7 separate regions of the Mus musculus genome follow, and all the other regions are linked to region 4. The links are chromatin contacts, called in public ChIA-PET and promoter capture Hi-C maps. All regions are on one chromosome and are shown on one strand. Each heading gives the region's core, a stretch centred on a gene start, on an enhancer-like site or on the middle of the called end of the contact. The rest is flanking DNA. Distances are from core to core; before and after follow the strand shown.

Region 1 (3,499 bases), core at 603-3,102, 670 kb before region 4:
CACTTGAGGGAAGCCTTTTGGCTCAAGGGCCAAAGCCTCAAAAGAGGTAGAGGAGGGACCTGGGAAACAAAACAGAGGTGGGCAGGTAAGGCCGGAAGGAAAGTCAGCACCAAGCTGGGAGGTGGGGCAGGTGTCTAGCAGACTCCTTTCCCTGCTTCCCCACAGCCTGGGCTCCCCGCCAGCTGCCTGAGAGAGCCCCTTATTCTGGCTGTATTCCAGCCAATTCCCTGGGCCCTTCCTCCCTCCCCTGGGCCTTGGAGGAGGAGAAGCTTCTTAGCTTGGGCCTCTTCTCTGGGAGATTAGGGGAGACTGAGGCACAGGAAGATCCCTCCCCACCCTCAAAGCTTGGCATTCCATACAGTATCTGCATCTCTCCACTTGGCTAGCCCTGCCTTGTTCCAGGAGGAAATCCGACCTCCTTCCTTCATCCGGACCCTACTTCCCTCAACCAGACCCCCGCCTTCCGCCTTTCCTGCTAGCTTCTGGTGTGTGTGTGTGTGGGGGGGGGGTGGCATAAGGAGCAAAGAACACTGTTTCAGGATGGAACCGCAGGCAGGGAAGGAAGAGCAATTGTGGGGTGGTGGCGCAGGAACCAGAAAGGTGGGAGAGGGAAGCAGGGATGAGGAGAAGAGAGGCCCAGAGCACCCACGAGTGAGCTGTGGAGTCAGGGTGTCCAGCTCCCAATGCAGGGGCCAGCTCTACCTTCACCTCACACACCCATGTGGGCCAGGTTAGGCGTTAGGAGGGTCAGGGTCTCCTTTGGGGGCGGGGGAATGAGTGAAATGAAGAAGGGAAGCTGGTAGAAGAGAGTAGTAGCAAGAGACAGGCTGGACAAGGACCCAGACACCTGCCCTCTCAGCTGGTACTGCCCACAGCTAGCCAGCCAGCTCAGCATGGCTCCGTGACCACAGCCCTGCCATGCGCCTTGAGCCGGGAATCACAATAACGCCTGTACTCGCCCCCCCCCTTCCAAATGCATCCCCTCCCTCTAGCATGAGCTGATCAGTGTTTATTCGGTGAGCCCCAAATTCTAAACCTGGGGGGGGATTGGCTAGAAGCTGTCAGGCTCCTGGGTGAAAACCCCATTCGAGCAGTCAATCCCGCCTACAGCCTCACCCACTCCCCCTCTCCCCTCCCCCCTCGCAGCCCAGCTCTAAGCTCCCAGCCCCAGTCCGGCCAGGGTGGCAGCCGATGTCTGCGCCCCCACCCAGCCTGGGTCGCAGCTAGGGACCCGCGGGGGGCTGCGGAGCCGGCGCCCGCCCCAGCCCGCCCCTGGGCGGGTGTCTTCCGCAGACAATAGCTCTGGCTGCAGTGCCTCGCGGACCAGGAGGGAGAAAAACAAGTCGGAGGAGGCGGCAGCGCCGAGCCTGGAGACCCTCGCCCTCTCCATTGTGTCTCCCCAAGACCCCCGCAGCAAACAGTCCCCCAATCTCTCCCCCAGAAGCACCGATCTCAGGTCGCCTTCCCCCCGCCATCCTGGGAGCAGAATGCATCCCAAGTCACTAGCACCGTGAAGAGGGGGCCAGCGGTGGCAGCCGATCACAGGGTACAGGCCCACGATCGCCGCCCCTCGAGGCCGATACTCACCCTGCGGGCTGGGGGGCTCCGGCGGAGACTTGCCGGGAGCCCGGGAGGCGCCGCCGAGCAGCAGCCCCAGCAGCGGCAGCAGCCGCGCGAGGACGCCGGGGCCACTCGGCGGCGGCATCGCGGGGCTCGGCCGGGCCCTAGCGGTCCATCGTTGCCGCCCGGCCCTGATCGGCCGGCCCCGCTCAGCCCCAGTTCTGCACCGCTCTGTGCAGCTCCGGGTTGGGCTCCCGCTCCGGCTGCGGCGCCCGCTCGGCGCGATTGTCTCTGCCCGGAGCGGCCGCCAGCGCCCCCTGCAGTCGACACCCGGCACGGCGGGCCAGCGGGCACCGCCCCCTCGAGGCCCGGCTCTGCCTGCAGCCCACCCGGCAGCCCCCACCCGGTAACCCAAGATTCCAGACAGCAATGGAGTGCAGCGATTAGGGGGCAATTACCCGGGTTGGGGTTGGAGAGCTCTTGAGATGTGGTGTAAAATTGAGGGGTAGGAGAATGGCTATTGCCTACTCCTAAGGGCTGTAGTTGGAAAGAGTGAGAATTTTCTTCTCCCACACCGAGAGCTCCGTAGTGTTGAGGAGGCTGCGGTCTCCATCCAACATTGGGAAGCTGACCTGTGGTCATGTCAGCCTCCTCCCCCGCCCCCCATGACTTCCATTCAGAAACAGGCAAGACAAGTTCCTTACAGCCTTCTTAGCCTCTCTTGCTTTAAAGAGGATGGTCTGAAGTTCAGAATGACCTCGAACTCATGGCCCTTTTCCTGCCTCCGCTTCCAGAGTGTTGGGATTTCAAATGCAAGCCGCTATATTCAGCCTCACTTATCCTTTAAAGTGACAATCATAATAATCTCTACCTAGTAACGTGGTTGAGATACCAAGGTGTGTGTGAGGGGTGGTTCGGGGTGATGGTGGAGGAATGCCAGGCACCTTTTATCCCAACAGGAAGAGCTCTGTGAGTTCAAGGCCACTTTGCTCTACATAGCCAGTTCCTGGTCCTCTGACACAAGTCTGACAGGTGCACCGGTGCAGTAAGTGGTGCTATTGTTGGCCGGGGAGGGGCTTGCCTCCCTTGGAGTAATAAGACCTCCTTCTGGAGGAGACATCTGGCTAGAGAGGTTTTGTAGAAGTGGAAGCAGACGCCTCCCCCCACAAAAGAATCCCATTGGTTCCGGCATCCTGATTGACAAACTGGATCTTCCTTCGCTGAACCCCATGTTTGAAGACAAGCTCCCAAACAACCTTTCTCTCCTTATCGTTTCTGGCTGTCACTATCCCTTAGCTTCTGTTTTGCGTCGTTCTCTCTGCCCAGTCACCTCTTCAGCACAGCCTGCTACCCAGGAGACCTATGACAAGGATGGCTTCCCCTAGGGGACGCAGCAGGCTTCCCTCTGACTAAGTCTCTCTACTTAAGGGGGCAAAGTCACCAGGTCTTTCCCTTCATCCCTTCCTTTCCTCTTTCCCTCTTTTCCTTCTTTCTTTCTCCTCCCCTCATTTCCATCTGTTTCCTCTTCCTCCTCCTTCTTCTCACCGCCCCCGCCCCCCACCTCAGACCCTGGAGTAGCCAGCCAAGGGTAGAGGGGATTGCACGCAGCATCTCTTCCTTTTTAATAGAGATTTCCGTGTAACCATATTTCCCAGTTCTGTGCTTATGTAACTTTTTTTTTTTTTTTTTTTTTTTTTTTGGAACCTAAGTGCAGGCTTTAGCGCTCTTCCTTGGTGAATTTCATCGTGTTGGTCTCAAGCCGACTTCACAATCTGTCAGAGCTCCCTGGAATCTGCCTTGCTTGCCCACTGTATTATCCCTGTGCCTGCCACAGCCAGGAGTTATCTGTGGGGCAGAGAGGCTACTGCTGCCTTCGTTCAAGGATCTCCTGATGTCTCTAGGCAGCCCAGAGTTGACATGGAGCTGAGACACCCCAGAG
Region 2 (3,113 bases), core at 84-2,583, 840 kb after region 4:
TGCATTTCAGTCCGACTGTGGTGGGCCCAGGAGGTAGCAGGTGGTAGGCAAATGAGAGTCAACACACACAGAAAATCACCAGACTTTGCCACTGGGGGAAAAAAAATGGTTAGAGGAAAAGTCTGTGGGGGCAGAGGGAGGGTTTAAGAGACCAGTGCATTCCAGAAGGGCTGATGATTCAGGAGAGGGGCTCCTGAGGAGGCAAAAACAGACCCTGAAATAGTTAAAAGGGTCAGCTTGAGATAAAAGGGGGATTATGAAAAAAGGAAGAGAAAAAGATGGAGCTAGTCTGATGACCTCTACCGTCTCTTTGGGACTTTAGAATCTCATGACCTACAATTCTCTTTAGACAGGACATTTACATATATGCATACATGTATGCAAACTTATTCAAATATTCAGGTGTAAGTGAATCAGTCAAGCACAACGTTAGTCTGTAATGACGCAGTTAATGTCCCCAGGTTTCGAACAGGGCAATCTCTGGGCAGGATCCATCCATCAGCGATATTAGCTCTGATGCCTACTGCAATAACAGCAGTGACCTGGCCCCATCTCTCCTCGCCAACCCCAATCCTACCCCGCCGTCCTACGAGCTTAATGGGGAAGTAAAATGTAAATCCCTGAGACTACAACACAGCCTGCTGCATTCGAATCGACTGTCATTTAGAAAAACAAAACGTGACACCCCAAGTCCATCTGCACGAAAGACATTGCTGCTTCACAGCTGATATGTTTCTCCCCAGGAGATGGTCTAAGGTTAGCCGTAAAAGTAATTTGCAGACCTCCCCTCCTCTTTTCATAACATTCATTTAGGAAGAACTAGAAATGGGTTCCCACACCCTCGCCCTGACTGCAGCAGACTACACCCCGCGGTTATCCGGCAGTGCCACCTCAGAAACCCTCGGAGGAGTGTGGAGGGCACACAGCGCTCGTCAGAGGGGGGCTCCAGTGGCCACTACCCTCAAGATGCTTGAAGGACGAGAGAAACGAGCCCCAGGGGATGACAAGGGAAGCACTGGAGACCCGGGGGACGAAGAGACAACCCTCGGGGAGGACAGAGTTTCTGAGCAGAGCTAATCCCCTGCCGCAGCTACACTGTCTCGCCTCCAGCGTTGCTCTGACCTCCCTTCCTTCAGCGTTCCTGGGTGCTCAGCCTCGCGCCCCTTCCCCGGAGCCCTCGTGGACCTCGCAGCAGTCGCGACCTCGGGCGATCCGCTGCGAGCCCGGGCTGCCCGGCCGCCACTCACCCGGCCCGCCATCTTCGCGGACACGTCCGGCTCCCAGGTTGCAGCTCCGCACTCTGCTGAGCCCGCCTCCGCCGCGCGCGTGCTCGCCGGCAGCCGGCCCTCGCGCAGGCGCGCAGCCGCCGGGAGGCCGCGCCCGCGCCCGGCCGCGTCCCCGACGCCCTTCCCCATCCCGTGCGAGCGCGCAGTCCGAGCACCGCCATTTTGGCTGAAGACAAGCTGGCCGCCTCACTGCTACCCGGTTTTCACAAAGCTGGCCACGTGGCCTTTTAATGGACTTTTAGCTTTCTGCTTCCAGACCTCTTAAAACAGAATGCGCCGAGAAAACCCCGCGTGGTTGCTGGCCTTTCCCCCAAAGGGGACTGTGGAGGGGGCGCGCAATAGCTAAAAGCTGGTTCTGAATTCGGATTCTATTCGAATCCGAGCTTTTCTTTGCAGGCACACTTGTTTTGAGAGTGAATCATAATTATATATGCGCTAGCTTTATAGTTCGATATTTTCATTTATAAGCACAACTTCTATCTTTTTTAAGGTGTTTGTTTGTTCGTTTGTTTTAACGTGCATTGGTATTCCGCCATCCACCTCTGCATGTTCAAAACTCTATTTTGAGTCCTCAGGAAAAAAAAAAAAACAATGCCACAGAAAAACTAAAATGATTTGGATAAGACAAAATACCAGAAGATAGTTCTATAAGCAGCACAGCAGTAAAAGTCTCACACAGGAAACAAGACAGGTGTACCCTGTCCTGCCAAGGCTGAAAGTGAGACTTTTAGCATGTAGCAGGACTTCAGGGTTAAGGAGGAATGTTTGACATAGCCTCCTCATATCCGTTCCCTTATGTCCTCTTCAGCACTTTTCTCTAAAGTACTCTTGGGTCCCCTTACAAATATATAATGTCATTTAAAATGTATGCAACATGTAAAAATAAGACATGATATCTATGAGAATACATGAGATATTCAATAAGATTACTCCCTAAAAGGAAAAGTAAAGTTGGAGGAACCCTCTTAGAGGAAAGTCTCTGGGATGGAATGGGTACCTCTTCCTGGGAGCAAACCTGAAGACCTTGAAATACTCTAAAAGGGAGATACTAGGGGTAGGGGGTGCAGCCTAATCAGTCCTGAGAAGCACTCAGCAGGCCCAGGGAACAGCAAACAAAAGGGTGTACACACCGACAGGGATAAAAGGGAGCTACAGGGGTATTTCCTATGCTAGGGTGGTCAAGATAGGGACCAGTTTTTAGTAACTGGTAAGTCAGTAAGTCAGAACCATTCACACTATCAATATCTTCACTGTAATGAGTGTCTCTAAGAAAGGACTCAGAACTAAGCAAAAATTATATTTGCTCAAGAGTTACCTCTCTTTCCAAGAATTCTGTACAGGATCTACGTTCTTATATCATCTTAGCATTGAAATTCTACTCAAGTTTTGCATCTGAAAGATTATTAAATTCATTGATATAACATACCTAACAGTGAAACCAGTAAGACCTAAAAGAAACTGGGAGCTTGCGTTCTTAAGGTGAAGTCTGTTTTCTGTGTTTATTGTTTTCTAACACACATTAAAATAAATTCAACCGGGGGCTGGTGAGATGGCTTAGTGGGTAAGAGCACCCGACTGCTCTTCCGAAGGTCTGAAGTTCAAATACCAGCAACCACATGGTGGCTCACAACCATCCGTAACAAGATCTGACGCCCTCTTCTGGAGTGTCTGAAGACAGCTACAGTGTACTTACATATAATAAATAAATAAATCTTTAAAAAAATAAAAAATAAAAAAAATAAATTCAACCAAAACAAAACAAAACAAAACAAAAGAAATGTGCATTGGTGTCCTGCCTGCACGTCTGTGCCAGATCCTCTTGAACTG
Region 3 (3,274 bases), core at 68-2,567, 890 kb before region 4:
CCCTGCCTCCTTTTGTTCCTAGGATCTAACTCTATCTTCCCCTCCCACTGATCCCTAAACCCCTCTCTCCATTCCCATTCCCAAGATCCAAAGCTAATTCCAGGACCCAGAAGCATAGTGGTCACTACCAGAGTGATGGGTACACACACACACTACACACACTACACACACACACACCACACACACCCCAAAAGCAACTGCAGCTGCTATCCTTCCTCTTCAGGGACAAAGCTCATCTCAGAAGGCCAAACGCAGGGACATGAAGTGGTCACCTTCTCCCCGAAATGAAACACACTCCCCGCGCCCCCCCCCAGCTCTTAGATTAATTACTTATCGTCCAGCCAGTTCTCATCTTCCTGAGGGCCCCAGGGATGGGTGGGGAGGGGGGAAGCCGACTCCCCCAAGTTAACAAGGCACTATTAGAACCTCTGCCCCATGAGAAACAAACCCAAGATGAAAACTGGGCGCGGGAGTGGGGTGGGGAGATCTGCCCTAGCCAAGAAAGATCACCAATTCATCTCCCAGCTCTTTCCCGAGCTCCAGGGTGTCAGACAGAAGAGGGTGGTAATAAACGCAGTAACGCCTCACAGGCGAGGGGGTGAATAGCACAGACAAGTAAGATGGGCCCCGCAGTCCTCTTCCACCTGCAGGGACGTCAAGGACATAAAATCAAGGGTATGTTCTTCGCCACTTGGAGAAGCACTGTGGGTGGGCTGCGCCCCTCACCTCAGAGTAACAAGAAAGGGGTGTCTAGTGAAGAGAGGGTCTGCCCAGAATGCGGGTTGCAAGGCTCAAATCGCAGTTGCAACGGATTATGAGCCGCCGGGGAGGAGACAAATCAGACATCCCCGGCCGGTCTGCGGGACATTTGGGGGCGCGGGGTGCGGGGTGCGGGAAAATCGGCCCCTCCCTTACCTGCAGAGAAGGAGCCCTGCAAGGGAGGGATGAGGAGGGGCGCGCGCGGCGAGCCAAAGGCGACACTCCCCGGGCCCAGCGACGCTCCCTGGGGGTGCGGGCTGGCTCGGCGCGCGCGCCGGGAGGAAGGACAGGGTCGCGGGGAGCCCGCGGGCAGCGACGGCGGGAGGACGGGACGCTGCGGGGCGTCCCGGGGCCGTGGGAGGTGGGGTCCTGGCGGGTGCGGCGCGCTCACCCGCTGCGGCTCGAGCTCCGGCTTCGCGGGCGGCGGCGGCAGCAGCGGCGGCAACAGCAGCGGCAGCGCCTCCTCGACGGCTCCTCCATCTTTGCGGCGGCTCCTCCGGCTCCGCTCGCCGCCGCCACCAACAACAACATTCGGAGACGTCACTCTCGTCACGTGACCCGACCCCGAGCTAAAAATAGGCTCAGACCCCCCCTTTTTCGGGCTTCAACCGAGAACCCTCCCCTCCCATTCGGCCCTCCCCTCAGATGGGCGGGACCAATAGCGCCACCGTGACAGCTTCTTAAAGGGCCAATGCCCAGCCCAAGGTTAGGCTGGGGTGGAGGTGGCAGAGAAGGGATCCCGATCTCTTCGCCAAGTAATGAACTGAGTAGAACCCGGACCCCGGCTGCTGCAGGGGCTGGATGTGTGGGATTTACGATTTTGTTCTCTGTGCTTTTTCGACTTCCTTTTCAAACGGCGGATGGTGCAATCTTTGCCCGCCTGAGCTGTTCCCTAACACGCCCTTCCCTCGTTAGGGGGAGGGTAGAGGGGGGTGGAATCCTAGGGGCTGCCTTGGAAGTGGAAGCCCCTGCAGGCGCGTCAAAGCTGAAAGATTAGCTTGGACAAGTCTCTAACCCACCGTGCTAATATGGCACAGCGCTGCATCTTGTTAAAAGAAACTCCTTGGAGAAAGCCAGCATAGGTTGTAACTGTCCCTGGCCTTCAAAGGAACAGACCAAGAACCTAAAAGTCCGCTGGTCCCCAACTTTGATACCACACATACTACTACCACGTCAGTGGAACTGAACATGACTGTATCATTAAACCTACATTGTTTTGTCAATGACCTAGCAATTTTCCTAGCAAAAAATGTATTCTAAGAAAATATTGTGCTCCAAAATGAGTATAGGAAGAGATTGTTTGTTATATGAGATGTCAGAAACAACCTAAATAAATATCCATCAGGTAGGTATCTGCAAATAAACTAGGAGACATCTATTTAGTAAGTTATCATACAGATGCTCAAAATTATACATATGTGGGGGGTGTAAAAGCGGCTTTTGGGGCGTTTGACAGGAATCTGACATTGGTCAAGGACAAGAAAATGAGATTCAGGCAGGAATCTGACATTGGGCCATGACAAGGGAGTAAGTTCAGGTAGGAATCTAATTTTAGGGTGGAACAAAGAAGTAGATTTCAGGCAAGAATGTGATTTTGGGCTAGGACAGGGAAGTAGGCTCAGGTATCTTGGTCATCCTGACAAGCTCTTAGACTTTGTTTATTGCCTTGACATACGGCTTTAATCCCAGCACTTGGGAGGCAGAGGCAGGCAGATCTCTGAGTTTAAGACCAGCCTGGTCTACAGAGTGAGTTCCAGGACAGCCATACTGAGAAACCCTGTCTGGAAAAAACAAACAAACAAACAAAACAAAATATCCATTAGTTCCAATACTTTATACAAACGTTCATGAGTCTGACTCTGTATGCCTGAAAAATCTAGGTTATATAAACCAAACGTTTTCTTTCTTTTTTCTTTTCTTCTCCTTCTCCTTCTTCCTTCTTTTCTTCTTCTCCTCTCCTTCTTCCTCCTCCTCCTCCCTCCTCTTCTTCCTCTTCCTTCTCCTCCCCCTCCCCCTCCTTCTTGTTTTGTTGTTTTGTTTACTTATTTTCAAGACAGAGTTTCTCAGTGTAGCCAGCCCTAGCTGTCCTGAACTCAATTTGTAGACCAGGCTGGCCTCATAGAGATCCACCTGCCTCTGCCTCCCAATTGCTAGGATTAAAGGCGTGTGACACCATGCCCAGCAATGTTTACTCTCTTTGTTGTCTTCTTCTATACCCCCTGAAATCTGAAACAACCTCGTTTATTTTATTTTTTAATATTTATTTATTATATGTAAGTACACTGTAGCTGTCTTCAGATACCCCAGAAGAGGGCATCAGATCTCATTACGGATGGTTATGAGCCATCATGTGGTTGCTGGGATTTGAACTCACGACCTTCAGAAGAGCAGTCGGCGCTCTTAACCGCTGAGCCATCTCTCCAGCCCACAACCTCGTTTAAAATAAAACACATGCATAAATGGTGCTGAAGTAGACGGTAAAGGTTTTTCCTATAAAGTACCTCATGACTCGGTC
Region 4 (3,271 bases), core at 186-2,685:
CTGGGTACTCAGGCAAAGGGAGAAGTGGCAATTACGCCAAGGGGATTAAAGGGAGTTTTTCGGGTCCTTCTAGTAGGGGAAAAGAATGTGAATCCCTTTTAAGGGGGAGTAGAACCCCCACTTCACCCCCAATGTACCCTACGGCCCTGGGTCAAGCACACCCATTTCAGGGAAGGCCTTCAGCTTTCCTTCTCGAAGCCTTCCCCCCAACACACACACACACCTCATCTCTGTGGATGACACCCCCTTTTTTCGGGAACGCATAGATTTTTGGGTTCCTCCCCAACACAGACTTCGCATCAATTGGCCCAATCTCTCCAGAGTATCCTGGCTAGGGAAAGGTTTGCGGTATCGGAAGCGAAGAGGCCAAGTCGACCCCGGGAGGCCATTTTCTTCGGCAGAAGCCGAGGTTCGGGGCGAGTCCTTCCTCCTCACCACGCGCTTCCCATCCGGGCTCAGGCGGAGAGCTCGGCCGCGGAGGACCACTTTGCTTTCACCTCTGGTGCGGAGATAGCTCTTGGCCTGGGTGGCTGCTCTCACCTAAGGGCCTCCAGGATAGCCTGAGGACCGACGTCACTCAGGACTCGAACCCGCCCTCTCAGTTCCTGAGGCCTAGTCTGAAGCTGATGCTCGGCAGGCCACCACACTGTCCCTTTAAGGCGGCACTTCTTAATTCATTTGTTTACTTCTTCATGCGCTTTTCGTCTTTTTAATAAATAGTTGTCCAAAATATCCTTCCGCTTATCTCTCTCCAAGAAACCCATCACCTACCTCAGAGACATTATTGTAATTTTAAGAATCCAATGTCAGTAATCACGACTAACAGCTCTCTTTATAGAATTTAATCCTCTTTTACACTTTAGGGACTACTTTTTAGGGACAGACCATTTTTGCATAAGTTGAAAACGGTTTATGGCCATCAGAACCTTTCCGCTGAGAACAGAATATGACAGTAGATTTTCAAACGCACCTTTTAATAAAAATATTCTGTATAAGCTCCCAAAGGTCATGGAATCTTCTTGTATTCCTGAAGCACAATGGTATGGTCCAGAACCCGCCCCATCTCCTCTGTAATTGGTCTTCCTTCCTCGGAGAGACGAATAACTCTTGCCCAATGACTGCTCACGTTTCTTCAGCGAGAGCTAAGCGATGGAAGAAGGCGGCCTGGGAGACGCCCCCTACGCATTCTATGATTGGCTACGTTGCACGGCGCGCGAGGACGGCGGGCCCGAAAGAAGGGAACTACGACTCCCGGCTGCCCCACACCTGGACTCCGTTACGCATGCGCATGGGCGGGGCTTACAAGCTTCTATATATAAGAGGCGCCGAGGGCTTGGAGACAGCAGTTGGAAGTTGGCAGGTGGAAAGTCAGGTTGGGAGGGGAAGCCGGAGGAGGAGGCGGAAGAAGAGCTGTCTGAAGGGGGAGGGAGGGAGGGAGGAAAAGAGGAGGAGGCGGAGGAGAACTGAGCGGAGCATCGAGCCAGAGGGGAGATGAGTTTGTCTGTCCTCGGCTAAGGCTCCGGCCCGGCCTGAGGAACTGGGAGCTCGGGTTGGAGCGACACCCGTGGAAGTGGGAGGTGGCGGCTCTGGGACTTTAACCCCTTGTGGGCTCTGCGGCAGGGGATTTAACCCTTTGTGGATTCGGCCCCTCCGAGGCAGCGTCATCGGGTAGTTTTAACCCTTTCGGGTTGGGTTTAACCCATTGGACTTAAACCTCCTCTCCTTGCGCACCAACTCCTCGTCTGTGGGAGCACTCGGCGGGGAGGCGTGAAGCCCACCCCTCTGCATATTTGCATACGGTGCCTGCTGCTGAACCCCCGGACCTGCTAGTTGGCCACGCTTGTGTGCGCTTAACCCTTTATTGACTGGACTCCAAGTTGCGATTGGAGTTTGCTGACAGGACGGACGGAAGGCGTCACTGCAGAAATTACTGACCGAAGAGGACTTTGTTGGACATATTTTGAAAAGAAAGAAAAACCTCTTTCCTTAAGCCAGAATTTCTCAAACTTCCAGAAGAGAACTCTACTAAGCCATGGCCGAGCCACTCTTGACAGAACATCAACACCAGCCTCAAACTAGCAACTGTACAGGTGCTGCTGTTGTCCATGAAGAGCATACCTCTGAGCGCCCCCCAAGCGCGGAGGAACGGGTGCCCAAGGAGGACAGTAGGTGGCAATCGAGAGCGTCCTTGCAGTCCGGTAGCCGTCCAGGGCAGGAGGGAGAAGGGGGCCTGAAGCACCAGCTGCCCCCATTGCAGACGAATGCCTGTCCAGAATTGAGCTCCCTGGAGAAGGGCGAGAAGGGCCAGAATGGGGAGGACTTATCCACTGGCGGTGCCTCCCCGTCGGCGGAGGGAGAGCCGATGTCAGAGTCCCTCGTGCAGCCAGGTCATGACTCGGAGGCCACCAAGCAGGAGGCTCCTGCCGCCGGAGGCGAGGAGCCATGGGGACAGCAACAGAGACAGCTGGGCAAGAAAAAACATCGGAGACGCCCCTCAAAGAAGAAGCGGCATTGGAAGCCCTACTACAAGCTGACTTGGGAGGAGAAGAAAAAGTTCGACGAGAAGCAGAGCCTGCGAGCTTCGCGGGTTCGAGCCGAGATGTTCGCCAAGGGCCAGCCAGTTGCGCCCTATAACACCACGCAGTTCCTCATGGATGACCACGATCAGGAGGAGCCTGATCTCAAAACCGGCCTTTACCCCAAGCGGGCAGCCGCCAAATCCGACGACACCAGCGATGAGGATTTTGTGGAAGAAGCTGGTGAGGAAGACGGAGGCAGCGATGGCATGGGAGGGGACGGCAGCGAGTTTCTGCAGCGGGACTTCTCGGAGACGTACGAGCGGTACCACGCCGAGAGCCTGCAGAACATGAGCAAGCAGGAGCTCATCAAAGAGTACCTGGAGCTGGAGAAGTGCCTCTCCCGCAAGGAGGACGAAAATAACCGGCTGCGGCTGGAAAGCAAGCGGCTGGGAGGCGTCGACGCGCGAGTGCGGGAGCTCGAGCTAGAGCTGGACCGGCTGCGCGCTGAGAACCTCCAGCTGCTGACCGAGAACGAACTGCACCGGCAGCAGGAGCGAGCGCCTCTTTCCAAGTTCGGCGACTAGACTGAAAACTTTTGGGGGGAGGGGGCAAAGGGGACTTTTTACAGTGCTGGAATGTAACATTATATACATGTGTATATAAGACAGCGGACCTTTTTATGACACATAATCAGAAGAGAAAATCGCCCCGGCTTTGGTTTGGTAAATTTAGCTATGATGTTGCTTGTGTGC
Region 5 (3,291 bases), core at 365-2,864, 580 kb after region 4:
TAAAGATGAATTCCAGGATGGCAGCTAGACAACACAAGGGACAAATGTATCTTTTATGAACATGAGTACCCAAAATGGAAGCCTACTGGATTCTCTTTAAAGCTCATCCTAGTAGAATATTGCTAATGTAAAACATCCTGTCTTTCTTTCTTTCTTTTTTTTTTGTTTTGTTCATCCACTCAGTGCTCAGGACTTTTCCAGCTATATGACTTTAAATAATCGATTTTATGTCAACGTACCTTCACAGTTAGAGATAATCACAGAATCAGTTCAAAGTTCTAGTGAGACGAGTATGTTCTGACACTGTTCTGTCAATTCAGCAACTAGCAGATTAACTCACCGCTCTGCTAGGTCCATGTGTCTTGCTATGGAAAGGATCCGTTCTTAGTAAATGAGGGCAATTTTCTGCCTCATTCCTTTTCCACGTGACTCACAGGATAGTCTTTTAAAATCTCTTCCTACACTTATTATATAATATGCAAATTGTCATTACAATGTAGTTTATTTTCCCCCACCCAAATCAAACATTTTGTTGACAAAAGTAAAAAGGGGGATTGGAGAGATGGCTCAGAGGTTAAGAGCACTGACTGCTCTTCCGAAGGTCCTGAGTTCAATTCCCAGCAACCACATGGTGGCTCACAACCATTTGCAATGAGATCTGATGCCCTCTTCTGAGGTGTCTGAAGACAGCTACAGTGTACTTACATATAATAAACAAATTTAAAAAAAAAAAAGGTAAAAAGAGAATAACCACCATCTTATTTCCATTCTTTTTGTTATGAGTTTCCTGGGGAGGCAGGATGACTAGTTTATGTCATTTTTCAGGCCCAAGGAATAAGATTTTTCAGTGCTGTCATACAATCAATAGAAAGTTCTTAAACTAACATAGGTATGTGGCCCCTCATGGTGTCTAGCTGCATAACACTGCAAGTTCCCAAAACAAAGGACGGTATGGAAAAAAAAAAAAAAAAAAAAAAAAAAGGACCCACCAAGGAAACTTAGTTATGAAAAGCTAATCTAAGACTCAATTTCAATTTCCTTAAGGCTAACTTGTAATCAGATATGACTCACAAAAATAGTCACTAGTTACCTGCCCGTCTTTGTGTCACAAAAATAAGTTCTTTAAATGTCCAATCAAGTACACAAAATACTTCTTTCGTACAACCCCTGACACTCCCACTTAAGCAATAGATTCATAGACACAAGCCTCGGCAACAGTTTTCTCTGTTCTCTAAGCTCTACCAACCCGGAGGACTAAGCTGGCAGGTGCTGGATCAAGTGCTGTAACCTAGGGGCGCTGCTTTCCCTTGCCAATAGGCAGTCACGGCTTGCGGCCAAGAGCTACCGGGCCCAAGCCTTCGCGCCCCGGCTCGATCCCCTTCGGCTAAGAGCATCGCACCAGGGGCTAAGAGATGCGGAGCAGCCCGAGCGGAAACCTCCACAATGACAGTCCCCAGAGCCCCGAGCCCTAGGGGCCGCAGCCCGGGCGGAGCCCAGCCCGCTCCCCGACGCAGCCCTCACTTGTTCGTTTGTTGGTATAGGGGCTCCATGACGCCGGCCTAGCCGGCCTGCGGCTTCCTCGGAACACGTCCTCACAACCCCACTTCCGGCTTCCGGTCTCAGGGCCCGCCCTGCTGAGTAGGGCGCCCGCGAGTGTGCCTGTCCCGTGGTGGTTGTGAGGTCGGAGACGGGGTTGCGCGGAAGGAAAGCGGGACGCGAGGGATGGGTGTGGCTCCGGGCCGGAGCTCGCGGAGAGCGGCGGGGGTGAGTTTTTTGCTAAAGTCCAGCTCCGGGATTGAATCAGGTAGCGGAGAGGACGGTCGCGAGGCACTGACGTCAGAGCCTCCCCCGAGAAGTCGCCGGCGACTCTCTACGTCGCTCTCCGCCCCGCGGTCGGGCTTGGCTTCTCCTTGGAGTGTGTAATTACAGGTCTGGGGAATCTCACTTCCTCACGACGCGTGCTTTTCCTGCCTCGAACTAGTCCGCCCACTAGTCTTCCCATCTCCGGCTCATTTTTAGTAAACCCACAGTGAGTGAGTGGTTAGCATATGACGTGGAACAACCAAAATTTCCCTGTTCTTCAAGAGGTTGGACTAGAGAAGGAACTACGATCTGTATACAAATAAACATTCCAAATAAGTACAAAGATAATGGTAGAACATCCAAATAAATACAAAGATAATGAGCTGGGCTGGTGTTGTGGTCAATAGGAAATTGTTTTTAAAGACATGAAGGGCGGGTGACATTTGGATTAGGACTTGGAAAGGTTCAAACACTTGTCTTCACCTAGGCCCATCTCATTTCCATCCATCTAGGTTCTTATCTACAGTTCCTCCCAAGGGAGGAGTTGTTCCTCTTCCTTTGGTGAGCTGAAGCTTGGATTTTCCTGTATCCTGCATCCCTCCCAGTTTTATGTCCCAAGAGACTGCCCGCCCATATTCATTCTTTCCCTAACATTACATTTCCCAGTTCCACTCCCATTTATTGAACATCTACTATGCACCATGCACAGATATGTAGGATAGGAACCCAGGTAAAACACATTCCTGGTGTTTCGCTGTCTATTGAGAAAGTCCTTATTTTAAAGCTGAATTAACAATCAACATTTAGGGTATGACTAAGGACCATTTGCCTGGAGAAGAGCAGTAGGGGTTCATGGATCAAGAAAGCATGGGGGGCCTTCAAGAACCGATAGAGGGTTTGTGGGAATGGTGCACTTTAGCTAAGGTTGAGTAGCGTGGGGGCGGGGCATAGATAAAAGGCTGTATCCTTAGTTTTTTAGTACTTTGCTGGTGAGGGATGCACAGGGAAGTATGTATATGTGTGCTTGTGTGTGTCTCAGTAGAATTGTCTCTGACTTGTGTGAGGTCCCAGGTCAAATCTTTGTGGGTCTTTGCTCTATAGGCATTTTGATTTTAAATTATATTACAGATTTATAAGAACAGGAAAAAAATAAGTAATAGGGGGAAAGTGCCAGTCTTCTCCTTTGTTTTCTGCTCAGCTGAGGTGCAGTGAGTAGCTGCCTCCATTCCCAGCACCATGAAGCTGCCTGCCACCATGACTTTGCTGCCAGGATGGATGGTATTCATTTTTATAATATTCCCTTTTTTTGTAATAAATACAGCAAAGATTCCTTATACTATCCACTGTGGGCCCAGTAACTATACCTGTTCTTGTCCTTTATTTTTGAATGTGCTATTTCTGACCACCATGAAAAACAAAAGAAAACAAAGCTGTTATTATTTATAATGCCACAGGTCTTCAGGGCCTGAATGCATCAGTCTCAGTAAC
Region 6 (3,198 bases), core at 571-3,070, 870 kb before region 4:
GATGCCCTCTTCTGGCATGCAGGTGTACATGCAGCTGAGCACTCAGACATAAAATCAACAAAAATAATTTTTTTTTAAAAAAGGGAAAAAAACGTAAAAAGAAAAGGGCATTAGCTGAGCACAGAGGCGCACACATGTAATCCCAGGAGGATGTGTCAGAAGGGAATGTTCTAGGCCACCCTTAGCGATGAGACCTTTTCGAGGAAGGGAGGGTGGAGAGGGAGAAGCAAGAAGTATGCTAAACTCTTTAATGACTGGGTTTGAGAGCAGTGGAAACTCAGACCGACTAGGAATAAGTTCAGAAATGGAAAACCTGGGTTCTGGGATGTAGGCTGGAAGCAGATCAGAGGACTCAGACAGAGCAGGATGACAAGCTCAGTATAGGGGGAGGGTCCCAGCACTGTTAATTTTGTTTAACCTGGAATGATAACAGCCAAGAGTCCTGGAGTACTATGTGATTCCAGGTATGACCCTGACCAAGCTCACATGCTCACATAGCAAAGAGGAGGTAGAGTTGAGAGCCTATGACCCAGCTATCGAGACTTCAGCATCTACAGTTTAACTGCTATACCATTTTGCTTCCTAGAATTCCAGGGGACTGAGGGTTTTTTTTTTGTTTTGTTTTTTGTTTTTTTTTTGGTTTTTTTTTTTTTTTTTTTGACAGGGTTTCTCTGTGTACCCCTGGCTCTCCTGGAACTAACTCTGTAGACCAGGCTGGCCTTGAACTCAGAAATCCGCCTCCTTCTGTGCTGGGATTAAAGGCGTGGGCCACCACCACCTGTCTGGGACTGAGTTCTTGACTAGAGGCTTCAGGAAGACAACCCCCCTATAATTATGTGCAAAGCATCATGTGTTTGTACACATGTGCCTTGTTCTGAGGAAGAATCCACCAATTTAGTCATATTTCTATGGCTCAGACGGCTACTGTGCTCTGAGGAAAAGACACACCCTGTCTTTCCCGGATCTCTTCATTCAGTCTTACTTGCCTTATATGCTTGAGCCAGGCCTTACCTTCCAGTCCCTGCATGGCCTCCAAAGTAATTTTGTTTATGTTTTTGTTTGTTCGTTTTTTCTGCAGTGTATGTATGTATGGTAGCTGGGACCAGAGTCTTGAAGACGCTTAGTACAATGTTGACCATTGGAATGCACTCCCAGCTTTCAGGCCTATTTTTCTAACATGCAAAGAAGGCACACATTTTTCTGTCGTAGAAACTCTTTAGGGCTGGGCGTATTATTAGCTTAGTGTTGAACATTTGCTTAGCACGTGCAAGGCCCAAAATCGTTCAATCCCTCCTCATTCACCAGAGGATGATGGCGCATGAGGCTCTCTACCTTTTCCTGTCTCTACCAATCAGCTTGGCCTACAAAGTGTGAACCCCCCCCCCCCCCCCGCCGCCCTCCCCGGTTCCATCCCTAGCACCACATAAAACCAGCCACCCCAGCGTTTGGGAGGTAGAGGAAGAACAATATGGAGTTAAGGTTATTTTCGGCTACAAAGTGAGTTAGAGGGCAGCCTGGGCTACACGATCGGCTGCGTTCTGGTGAGGATGAAGTCACTCTCAAATCACCAGTGTGCTCAACAAAAAAAAAAAAAAAAAAAAAAAAAAAAGAAGGGAGAATAAAGTGTATAAGATTTCTCCAAGCTCCCTTTCAACCAGAACGTGGCAGCCGGCTGGACTAGAGGGACCGCTTGGGGGCGACCGAGAGACCTTTGATTTTCCCTTTAAGGCTGCGGCGGAAGGCCCGAGGAAGAAGGACTTTGTGTCGGCAGGATAAAAATTGGTGCCTTCCCTTTAAGGGGGCGGAGCTATTGTTTTGGCGGCGGCTTTGAAAGCCGCTCTGGGTGCACGTTCTTAGGCGCCCCTCTCTCAGTTTCCGCTGCGGTCTTAAAGACGCTTCTCTTGGACCTTGCTCTGGGAATGCGACCGGACATAGTTCCCTACTCTACGTCTGGGTCGAGTTGGAGGTGAACCCTTGAGTCTGACACGGCCGGGCCGACCCGCCGGCCCGAGCCCACGGCCTGTCGTTATGGTAATGCCGCGTCTAAGCCGCCCGGGCTCTGGGGAGGAGGCGTTCCAGCCCCGGGGAAGCCGGACTCCGGGTTGGGCTCCGGGCTCGCTAGTCTGCTAGGACGGGATCTGCCTGGTAGAGACTGAGTGTAGTCTGCAGACCTGGGGGCTAGGTAGGAAGGGCGCGCAACGCGCAGGAGACCTTGTGAAAGGTACCTCCCCCGGACATACAGACCTACAGACAGACAGAAAAATAGTCATCAATCCCTGCGAGCCCAAACGTCACTGGCTTTTGGAATCTTTGCCCCCAACCTCGTGATCTTGGGGTGACTAACATTCAACTCTCCTCTCCCTCCTTCCCTTCCTCTCCTCCTCCGCCTCCTCCTCTGTTTTTATTTTTTTGGGAGGAGGGTGGGTCCTTGAAACAGGCTTTCTGCCCCTGGCTATCCTGTAACTCAGTATGTAGATTAGGCTGGCCTCGAACTCAAAGTTCTGCCTTAGGCGTTCTGGGAATTAAAGGCAGCAGCTACCATGCCACACGCCCTCAATCCCCCACCAAAAACCCAGGCTGTGGGTGTGACACTCGTCTGAGTCTGCTGTCCAGGAAGAAGAACCGTAGACTGGGGCAGTCCACACTCTTGGCAACTTTGCCTTTGGCTTTGGTCCTCTGTAGAAAGAAATCACTGGCTTGATCCTCAGAAACAAGGGTTTCAGGCAGGGTCCTTTCTTGTGTTGGACCAACCTTTGAGATTCTGTTGCAGAATACTCAGGCCTGTTTCCAGAGGTGGTGTAGGCAAGTAATCCCATCCTTTGGGAAAGGAAAGGGTCAGGAGTTCAAGGTCAGGGGCTGGGGAAGTGGCTGAGCAGGTAAAAGGTGGTTGTCTCTGATGCCTCAGTTACATCCCTAGGACCCATAGGGTGGAAGAAGCCGACTCCCTCAAGTTCTTTTCACCTTCACACCCATGCAGTAGTGTACCCCACCCCCACTAAATCAATCATTTTTTTTATATAAGATTTGAAAATTACCTTTATCAACATAATAATGACTTGAGGCCAACTTGGGCTACTTGAGACCCTTATGCTGACCCTGCCTTTGTCTCCCTTAGCAGTCGCCTCTCTTTTACTATCTCCCCTTTCTAGGAGTAGTTCAGATAAACTGTGTGTGTGCATTATATGTATATATGTGTAT
Region 7 (3,465 bases), core at 119-2,618, 710 kb before region 4:
GATACTCAACACTTCTTCCCTGGGCCCTCCCAAGGGCCTGGGGCTTGGGGCACTCACATTTGGTGTAGGAGAGACTCCAGAATCTGGAGGGAGTTGTCAATTCTGAAACACAAAGGTCAGCCCTGGTGGTCAGGAATGCAGCCTCCCCCACTAGAACCCCATCTCTGGGAAATCCTTATTTTGTCAGGCAGCTCGCCTTGATCTGGTACTCACCGCTGGTTGCCGAGGGTCTCTGAGACTGAAGGCGGACCTTCACCACATCCAGGGGTGTCACTGGGGAAGGAGGTAGGTCTGAAGGTTCCTTCAGGACACCACTCACCCTCTTCTTTATCAGAACCAAACTGCCTCCAACCTTTAGCCCACATTAACCCCCAGCTGCCCCATCCCCCATCTCCCCAGGTCTTACTGAAGAGGGAGGTGACCACAGCCCCGGCTCCTGAGGCCACCATTTGCTGAAGGGGGCTAATGCCCCCAGGGTCCTGATCATCCATCTTGGAATTTCAATCCTGAAAACACACACCACAGTCAAATGGAGCTTACCCCCTGACAAGGCAGGCCTGAGTGGGGGGAGTGGGGAGCAAGCATGAGCTAAGGTGCTCTGGGACTTTAACGACAGCGCACTCAGGTCTCATCCAGAGTTTGCCTCTATAATCTTTAAAATCTAGAAATGTGCTCACTTTGCCGAGGGGAAAACTAAGGCTCAAAGGTTGCTGTGACCTTCAAGGTTACGTCATTCGTTTGGAAAGAAGCTAGAATAGCCGTCGGCCAAAGACAGTGATGGCTATTTTCTCAGCCACATGCTCCTCCAGACCAGAGGCCGAAAGATCAAACACCTGAGCCCCTCCACCCAACATCTGGGCGGACACATGAGCGCCCCGGGCGAGGAGAGGTCGAGTCGGGCACCGAGAGAAACGTGTAAACAAATCTGCTGATAGAGGAAGGTCCACCTTCCTTCCCAAGATTGCTGGCCCTCCCCCACACTGCCTGCCTGGGGCCAGAGAGGACAGGCCGTGAGGCCTGGATGGCAGGACATTCTCTGTCTGCCTCCTCTCTCTCTTAAACACAAGCCGCGGAGATGGAAGCAGAGACCTAGTAACAAACCCTTTCACCGAGACTCGGCCGCACTCCATGCCCAGGCCCAGTAAAGGGGTTCACGGAGAGGCCCACCCCCTTCCCGCGGCCTCGATTCCCCTCCCAGCCGGGGACCCTCGGAGAACCCACTCCAGCCCAGGCCCGCCCACCTGGCTCGGAGCCGGTCCTTGCGCCGCGCCACGCCAGGGGCCTGGCGGGCCCATAGCGGCTCCGCGGCCGGTGCAGGGTCCGCGCGTGCCCGCTTCGCACAGCGGCCGCCCGGGAGAGCGGTGAGACCGGCTCCGCCCCCAGAAGGCGAAGCCCCGCCCCGTGGCCGACCGGCCGCGCGCACGGAGTGCAACGAGCTCCGCCCACTCGCGGCCCTCCTCCCACCCCCCCAGTTCCGCCCTTGCGCCGCGGCCGCGTGGGCGGGTCGCCGCGGCCCCGCGCTCCTTGCGGCCGGCAGGTCAAGGTCGCCGACTGGACGGCGCTTGCACCCGGCTCCAGTAGCTCTCCTCTGCCCACGCCCTGCAGGAGTGTTGTCCGGGGAGTCCAGACCTGCGATCGCTGGAACTTTCCTGACCGCTTGGGTATTGCTGCTCCGCGTCCTTTTACGAGGCAGCTGCCGCGAGGGTCGGTTCTTCAAGGTCATCAGAGTGTGGGACAGCAATGGCAAACATCTGCCCACTTAGCTCCGTGGCGGGAGTTTACGATTTATGGCGAGCCTGTTGGCTGGAATCACCATCCTCTTTTACGGATGATGAAACGGGGTTGCAACCCCAGAACGCTTTATGACCTGCAGGGCAGCCTTGTCAGCCGACCTGCAACCTGGGCTAGACGTGGTGTGGCCCTGGGCAAATTTACAGGACCTCTTTGGGCCGAGGACACAGAGAACGTAGAGCAAGAAAGAAAACCAGTGTTTCGCGACAGATCTTAGACTGTTACCACTTTTAATACTTAGAAGTTTTTTGTTTCTTTCCCCCAAGACGATCTACGTAACCTTTGCTGGCATAGTTTCCAATGTAGGCCAGAAATGGCCTCTACCAAAACTTTTCATAGTAGGTAATTACAGACGTAGGTACCCCCATTTTACAGAAAATGAAATGGACTCAAGTTAAAACTTTTGCCGCTGCCTTCCCCGGTGGGCTTGCAAACAGCGCTGTTTCCGCACCAGCTCAGTACCCGGCACCCCACCGCCCGCCTCGCCTCTAAGACTTCCAAGCTAAAACGGTGTTAACAGAAACTGGAACACGCGGTGTGAGGCTGCACCTTTAAGAAGAAAAGGCCGCGGCTTTGACGTCACTACCGTCTCCGCCCCTCAGTCCCCAACTGGTTGCAGACCGCGCTGGAGCCGCCCAGCCAGCCCAGCTAGCACGTGGATTCCAAGTGGCCAACCATAACTTTACCCTGAGAAAACCCTTTCGGCATTTCCATGGCTCGGATCCTCCAGCTTTGGGGGCGGAGTGAGAGCAAACGGGTAGTTAGGAAAGCAGCCAATGATCAAAAGGCCCGGGCAGTCGGTTGGCCGTGAGGCAGAGGCGGCAGGAGAGTCACGAGTGAAGTGTCGCTTGTGCTGCCCTGTCCTATCCTGTGTCCTCTCACCCCAAACCTGGCTTAAAAGTAACACAAAAGCTGGGCATGGTGGCGCACGCCTTTAATCCCAGCACTTGGGAGGCAGTGGCAGACGGATTTCTGAGCTCGAGGCCAGCCTGGTCTACAAAGTGAGTTCCAGGACAGCCAGGGCTATATAGAGAAACCTTGTCTCGAAAAACCAAAAAAAAAAAAAAAAAAAAGGTAACACAAAAGTCGTTTCATAAGCTGTCGGTTCAGTTGGGAATCCAGCGCCTGCTAAGGCCATTTCAACCTCAAAGTTAATGTTTTACCACGTTTCTGAGCAGAGATGATTTTTCTATTCTGTAGAGAAGAAAACTGAAGGCCCTGTGTATAATCTCTTCTCTCCCCCTCTCTCTCTCCCTCTCTCCCTCCCTCCCTTTCTTGTTTATGATTTGGGGTTTGGCTTTATTTTCTGTTTGTTTTGAAGCAGTGACTCATAGCCCAGGCTAACCCGAAACTCCATGTTTAGGCAAGAATTACTTCGAACTCCTGCCTCCCAGATGCTGGGATTACAGGCATGAAAGACCATAACCAGCGGTAATTAATTCTTTGCCCACCCCTTACCCCAACTTCCAGTTTATAGATGAGAAAAGAGTCCCCTGAAGTCACTCAAAAGATCCTATTTGCTCTCAATGAGGTCACTGCCTCAGCAACATGACTCCCAGTGTCTGTCCGAGGCCATCTGCAGTCTGTAGGAATGTCCGGAGTAACGAGGTTACTAGAACTACAGACCTGGAGGAAGCAGTGAGTTTCCAGGGGCCCTGGAGGCAGCTTGTGGCC

Evidence for each region. Promoter capture Hi-C pulls out the DNA fragments that hold promoters and counts their contacts. ChIA-PET counts read pairs in DNA pulled down with a chosen protein or histone mark.
Region 1: a contact with region 4 is called in an RNA polymerase II ChIA-PET map of memory CD8 T cells, with 5 read pairs. The contact joins the promoter of Fam171a2 here to the promoter of Hexim1 in region 4. A contact is called at or near these places in 1 of 39 promoter capture datasets (liver) and 1 of 115 datasets of contacts at active chromatin or transcription factors (memory CD8 T cells).
Region 2: a contact with region 4 is called in a promoter capture Hi-C map of pre-B cells. The contact joins the promoter of Nsf here to the promoter of Hexim1 in region 4. A contact is called at or near these places in 3 of 39 promoter capture datasets (hippocampal neurons, liver and pre-B cells), 1 of 484 Hi-C or Micro-C datasets (cortical neurons) and 1 of 115 datasets of contacts at active chromatin or transcription factors (memory CD8 T cells).
Region 3: an RNA polymerase II ChIA-PET map of memory CD8 T cells shows a contact between it and region 4, with 18 read pairs. The contact joins the promoter of Hdac5 here to the promoter of Hexim1 in region 4. A contact is called at or near these places in 2 of 39 promoter capture datasets (cranial neural crest and second pharyngeal arch cranial neural crest) and 2 of 115 datasets of contacts at active chromatin or transcription factors (memory CD8 T cells and pancreatic cancer cells).
Region 5: a contact with region 4 is called in a promoter capture Hi-C map of pre-B cells. The contact joins the promoter of Gosr2 here to the promoter of Hexim1 in region 4. A contact is called at or near these places in 6 of 39 promoter capture datasets (the 3T3-L1 cell line, the HPC-7 cell line, cranial neural crest and 3 more), 1 of 484 Hi-C or Micro-C datasets (LSK cells), 2 of 115 datasets of contacts at active chromatin or transcription factors (fibro-adipogenic progenitors and memory CD8 T cells) and 1 of 9 other capture datasets (liver).
Region 6: a contact with region 4 is called in an RNA polymerase II ChIA-PET map of memory CD8 T cells, with 11 read pairs. The contact joins the promoter of Hrob here to the promoter of Hexim1 in region 4. A contact is called at or near these places in 2 of 39 promoter capture datasets (cranial neural crest and second pharyngeal arch cranial neural crest) and 1 of 115 datasets of contacts at active chromatin or transcription factors (memory CD8 T cells).
Region 7: an RNA polymerase II ChIA-PET map of memory CD8 T cells shows a contact between it and region 4, with 8 read pairs. The contact joins the promoter of Slc25a39 here to the promoter of Hexim1 in region 4. A contact is called at or near these places in 2 of 39 promoter capture datasets (cranial neural crest and liver) and 1 of 115 datasets of contacts at active chromatin or transcription factors (memory CD8 T cells).

What each region holds. Positions count from the first base shown.
Region 1 is chr11:102,445,811-102,449,309 of GRCm38.p6, forward strand. It overlaps Fam171a2 (family with sequence similarity 171, member A2), which reads right to left and starts at 1,853. Exons shown (of 8, transcript NM_199200.2): 1 at 1,588-1,853. The coding sequence starts at 1,705.
Region 2 is chr11:103,952,723-103,955,835 of GRCm38.p6, forward strand. It overlaps Nsf (N-ethylmaleimide sensitive fusion protein), which reads right to left and starts at 1,334. Exons shown (of 21, transcript NM_008740.4): 1 at 1,248-1,334. The coding sequence starts at 1,259.
Region 3 is chr11:102,228,855-102,232,128 of GRCm38.p6, forward strand. It overlaps Hdac5 (histone deacetylase 5), which reads right to left and starts at 1,318. Exons shown (of 27, transcript NM_010412.3): 1 at 1,151-1,318. Mir8101 (microRNA 8101) reads right to left here and starts at 1,296; the gene lies at 1,186-1,296.
Region 4 is chr11:103,114,890-103,118,160 of GRCm38.p6, forward strand. Hexim1 (hexamethylene bis-acetamide inducible 1) reads left to right here and starts at 1,436. Exons shown (of 1, transcript NM_138753.2): 1 at 1,436-3,271. The coding sequence starts at 2,033. The coding sequence ends at 3,103.
Region 5 is chr11:103,696,109-103,699,399 of GRCm38.p6, forward strand. Gosr2 (golgi SNAP receptor complex member 2) reads right to left here and starts at 1,615. Exons shown (of 6, transcript NM_019650.4): 1 at 1,522-1,615. The coding sequence starts at 1,550. It overlaps C130046K22Rik (RIKEN cDNA C130046K22 gene), which reads left to right and starts at 1,616. Exons shown (of 3, transcript NR_102389.1): 1 at 1,616-1,764.
Region 6 is chr11:102,247,062-102,250,259 of GRCm38.p6, forward strand. It overlaps Hrob (homologous recombination factor with OB-fold), which reads left to right and starts at 1,821. Exons shown (of 10, transcript NM_153544.3): 1 at 1,821-2,031. The coding sequence starts at 2,029.
Region 7 is chr11:102,406,149-102,409,613 of GRCm38.p6, forward strand. It overlaps Slc25a39 (solute carrier family 25, member 39), which reads right to left and starts at 1,369. Exons shown (of 12, transcript NM_026542.3): 1 at 1,242-1,369; 2 at 407-506; 3 at 214-273; 4 at 58-102. The coding sequence starts at 491.